Linked DNA regions of Danio rerio: region 1 is linked to region 2. A link is a contact called in public Micro-C data. All regions are on one chromosome and are shown on one strand. Each heading gives the region's core, a stretch centred on a gene start, on an enhancer-like site or on the middle of the called end of the contact. The rest is flanking DNA. Distances are from core to core; before and after follow the strand shown.

Region 1 (2,700 bases), core at 197-2,696, 140 kb after region 2:
AGTTAACCTAATTTATATATATAAGCAATATATAAATATAAAAGCACTACTACTAAAAGTGAAATAAAGTAAATTTACGAATAAATTACAATTTATGTGATAAAAAAACTGAATGTTCTAATTATTATCAATGTGGGAACCAGATTTTTTGGTATTTAAAATTAAACATTAATTATTAGTAACTAATAATTTTTTTAAGTCTTATAAAGAAGAAGAATTAAAAAAAAAAAAAAAAAACATTAAATTGATATATTGAAAATTTTCCTAAGCACAAAATCAGCATATTACAATATACTGTGTGTGTGTGTATGTGTGTGTGTGTGTATATATATATATATATATATATATATATATATATATATATATATATATATATATATATATATTTTTTTTTAATTATTATTATTATTACCATTCATTCTTTCATTTTCTTTTTATTGATCCATTTATTGATCAGGGGTCGCCACAGCGGAATCAACCGCCAACTTTTCCAGCACGTTTATACACAGCGGATGCCCTTCCAGCCGCAACCAATCTCTGGGAAAATATTTATTACCAAATTAATTTTAAAAAAAAAAGGTTTATTTAATAATTTTATAGTAGGCATATTTAATAATGTTACAGTTGAAGTCAGAATTATTAGCCCCCCGTTGATTTTTTTCTTCTTTTTTAAATATTTCCCAAATGATGATTAACAGGGCAAGGAAATTTTCACGGTATGTCTGGTATTATTATTATTTTTCTGGAGAAAGTCTTATTTCGGCTAGAATAAAAGCAGTTATTAATTTTTTAAACATCATTTTGAGGACAAAATTATTTGCCCCTTCAAGCATTTGTTTTTCGACTGTACAGAAAAAAAACCATCGTTATACAATAACTTGCCTAATTAACCTAGTTAAGCCTTTAAATGTCAGTTTAAGCTGTATAGAAGTGTCTTGTAAAAATATTTAGTCAAATATTATTTACTTTCATCATGGCAAAGATAAAATAAATCAGTTATTAGAGATGAGTTATTAAAACTATTATGATTAGAAATGTGTTGAAAAAAATCTTTTTTAAACAGAAATTGGGGAAAACAATAAACAGGGGGGCTAATAATTCTGTCTAACTGTATATAATAATAATGTTTATTTAATAATAATAAATATAATAATAATAATAATAATTATTATTATTATTATTATTATTATTATTACTGTTATTTTTATAGGTTTTATTAACATATAAATTATAATCAAATTACAAAAATATTTTCTGTCATTGTTTTTCTTTTTTATACTTTGAATTTCTCTAAAATTAAAAACAATCTAATTTGATATTAAAATAGCAAAAATTCAAACAAAATTTTAGAAAACTGCTGGGATGCCAGCGTGTGATGATCCACTCTTGTCCACCAGAGCGCACTCTTGCCTCATTGTTTCTCTTGGTCATGGCAACCGCGTTTTCATTGACTCATTCTCTGCATAGATCGCACCCAGAACGAACAGAGACACACCAAAAAAAAAAAAAAAAAAAAAGAACTCACACGCGAGCAGCAGCTCCATGAGGAATGAGCAGAAGCCTTTGGATTCATGACGTCCTCCCAAAGACCTTTCGCTGAGTGAAATCCACCGGAGAGACTTGAATGTTCGCGACCGTTCGGATGTTCAGCTGACTGTGATTTGCAGGAACACCGAGCGACCATCATCATCATGGCTGCGTCTGAATTATATACAAAGGTAAACTCACACACTCAGCATCTGGCCGTCTGGACGTCAAATATAAATGCCAAGGCTGTAAATTAAACGCCAGCGTGTTGACAAAAAGCGCGGTTATTGGTGATTGCACGTTGGTCGTGTTGTCATTGTAGTGCATATGTTGACATTATTGCCCTCTGATCATATGAATTATGTATTTCCCCACACATGCTTTATTCCTCATGAATAGCTCATTGTTTATGCTCTAAAACGACAGTGTTATGCTTATTATTCTTTTGTTATATGAGATTAACACGCTATTTACCTTTTAAAACGTCAACATTGTTAAGAAATGCTGCGTTAACTGTAGCATTTATAGTGAATGTTTATGAAACACTGCATTGCTTGTCATTTTACTGAAAATTAATGCATGCATAAGCTTTGAACTGTATTAAATGCACTATTGATAGTCAGATGCAAAAAAAAAATCTTGAGTGTTAGGCAAGCAAGAGGTTTTCAAAGGATGTATTGATATGGGTCACAGTTGTGGTTGATGGCTGAGAGCCAGTGGGATGCGGGCGGTGCTGATGTGAGCATCGTTGCCTGCATGGGATGATGGGAGCATCTCTGGTGCTGATGCGAGCATGCTCTAACACAGTCTGCATCTTGCAGTGAGTAGTTGTTTTGGGTCTCTTGCTGCGCGGCCTGTTCATATTTAAGGCGTGTCTCTTTGAAGACAAAAATAAGTGTGATATTGTTGCGTAGCAGCCTGAATGTGACGTCATCACATATGGTCATAATGATGTCTCAGATGACGAATGACTGGTTGTTTTACTCAAGAGTGAGAGAGAGAGAGAGAGAGAGAGAGAGAATGGGGGAGGCTCACCCATCCCCCATGATGCAGCTGTCTTATTGTAAATGCACTGATGGATTCTTTTGAAATCTCCTAGAGCACAGAATGTTTATTTGGATTCAGGCCTTAGACAAGTAGCAACGATCTAGCTCTACAAAGGTTTTTTGTAAT
Region 2 (2,700 bases), core at 187-2,686:
GTTCACCCAAAATGAAAATTCACAATTTACTTACTCTCAAGTGATTTCAAATATTTTGTTGAACACAAAATAGAGTATTTTGATGAAAGCTGAAATCCTGAAACCATTGACTTCCATAGAGAAAGAAAAAATATTATATAAGTCAGTGGTTACAGTTTTTCAAAAAGTGGTATTTTGTATTTAAAAGAGGAAAGAAACTCATAAAGGTTTGCAACAAGTAAAGGGTGAGGGTGGACATAATATTTATTTTTATGTGAATTATCCCTTTAAATACTGTCAGGTAATTTTATAATGGTTTACCATGAAACTGCAATCGTTTTATACGTAAAAGGGCAGATAGAGCGAATTATCATTCTACTTTCATAGTAAAAGGAATTGTAGTCAACTAAGTATAAAATAAGCAGTGTTGAGGGGGAATACATTACGCGTAATGAGTTATATTCATATTTCCAACAAGTAAACTACGGCGCCCAGCCACAGCTCAGGACGCAGTTCATTTTTCAGCCGTGCCACAGAGCGCCATCTGATTAGTTTCATGTTAAATATCATTCGAATGTGCGCGTCTGGTGTTTGATACTTTAAACTGTCATGTGCGCGCCGTGTAGCGGCGCTGAGCGGCGCTTCTGGTGTGCGACCTGCTTTACTCGACATAAAAGCACCGGAGCTTTTATTATGCCACAATCGGACGATTTTAACTGCCAAGACAGCACAACACACAGTCTCTATCATTAGCTGAAATTGCTTCTTTCTCTGGATTTGAACATTCTTCATAATATTTGAGATAATGTAGGTAAGTCAGCAAAGTGTATAACACTATTATAGTGGTTTATGGCTAATTCATTAAATAAAATCATACATAATGCCTTAAAACATTTTTTAAAGTAATGACTGTTCATTCCTAATGTTAGTCTTAATTCTGTTTACTCTCTATAGCTGCAAAATATTTACAATGTAAAGAAGTAAAGATATGTAATAATGAAAAAAAATATTAAAAAAACATTAGCTTGGTCTGTTGCCTTGTTGAATGTATTAACTAAGATAAGAGTGTCTAAACACTCCTGAAATTCAAGCCACTAAGACTGAAAAAAGTCTGTAAATAGTTAAATATTTGTTCAAGATATGTTTGACATCTGTCTGCTTTACCAGCAAGAGTTCAATGTTGCTTCTGAAGGATGGGTAAATATCCAAAACATCTAACGTTAGCATATTTTGAGAATATTCCCCAAATTTCCTTTCTGAAAGAGCTTTTTAACTTTCTGTAAATTTTTCATTGTCTCTGACTACATACAGGGACTAGAGCTAATTCACTGCCATTCATATTCTGTATATGAATTATTATACACTGTATAATAAGATAAACACATCTGAGGGAAGCAGTAATATGCCAGTCGACAGGTTGAATCAGCTTGCTCTCCAACAACAACTACATGGGTGTATCAATCCACTAACCGTACTTCCTGTTTCAGCCTAGCAGTTGTAAACTATTCCTCTCCATCGTTGTCCAAGTCCAGTGTTGAACATATAGATCTATATGCTGATAATAATTTCCGATATTTTGGCCGCGAGAATTCGCCCGTTTGTTCTGTTGTTTCTGAAACTTTTTAACATAGCTCAGTGACTCCGCCCTCTTCTGGAAAGCAGCAGCTCGTTTGCATTTAAAGGGACACACGTTTGACAATCGCTTATAAACGACCTGCTGTGAGCTTTGAGAGGCAACTTTACAGGCTCAGAACCAGAACACAAGAGATTCATTTGACATCTTATGAAAACGAGTATGAAAACTATGTTGATGAAAACTCATGAAAACTATGTTGACTAAAATAAAGTTCTATAAATAATTATAATAAATTAATTAACTAGTATAATAAATATAGTAATTATAATAAAGTAATTAACAGTCATTTCACAAGCAGATTTGTTTGACAGTAGTACTATATATGTAATATAGTTATTATAAAATTCTAATCGATCCATATAGCAAAAATGTTTAATTACTATTTTTGTCCCATTAAGCTTTTTTGTTATTTAAATAAATTTAAATACTTTTACCATTTTGTTTTAAAAAAAATTAAAAATCACAAAAAGCAAGTAACATGTGAACAATAAAACGGTGGCTTTCAGTTTTGTAACTTTCTTTCTTTGTTCTTTATTTTCTTCACCTATTTTCTCCCATTTTAAAAATGTAATCATTATGCCAACCCAGCTAGCAAAAACAATTTCTCGAAATCCTTATTTGTTAGTGTCACCAGTGTTCATTCTTTAAAAAAATAGAAATTAAAACCATTCTAATTAAAGAATTTCACTTTATGGATACAAATATCACATACACTTTTCATTTCTATTGTTAAATTCCTATGTAGGCTATTTTTTGGTTGTCCGCTTTTTAATTTTATTTTTATTGGTTGAGTTTGTTTCCTGTAGCATTAATTCAACTGATTACATCTGATTTATTTAATTAATTTAAATTTAACTGTGACATCTTTCTAAAAAAAATGTGCAGCATAAAGTGACATATAATTTCGCCAGCGCCTCACCTGTGATTCTAAATAAAGTCCACTAGATGGCATAACACAACCGCGATAACTAAACCAGTCCCTTGTGCTAAACAAAGACAATTTAAATACAAAAGGATTTGCAAATCTGACTATTTTTTTGCTAAGTAGGTCTTAATATGGTCATTTTTGTTTTCAAATAGACAAG

Evidence for each region. A called contact is a pair of places that touch in the nucleus more often than the background predicts.
Region 1: a Micro-C map of caudal fin shows a contact between it and region 2, with 14 times the contacts expected there. The contact joins the promoter of myo5aa here to the enhancer-like site in region 2. A contact is called at or near these places in 1 of 18 Hi-C or Micro-C datasets (caudal fin) and 1 of 4 datasets of contacts at active chromatin or transcription factors (embryo).

The regions. Positions count from the first base shown.
Region 1 is chr18:41,820,557-41,823,256 of GRCz12tu, forward strand. It overlaps myo5aa (myosin VAa), which reads left to right and starts at 1,447. Exons shown (of 39, transcript XM_073930027.1): 1 at 1,447-1,718. The coding sequence starts at 1,692.
Region 2 is chr18:41,680,600-41,683,299 of GRCz12tu, forward strand. No RefSeq gene overlaps it. Among named protein-coding and RNA genes, the nearest start is that of atosa, 6.8 kb to the right of the region's middle. Within about 2 kb of position 1,437, at least 5 of the 62 cell types and tissues checked have an H3K27ac peak or open chromatin away from gene starts, as enhancers often do. A contact at or near this core is called in caudal fin, where this site is marked.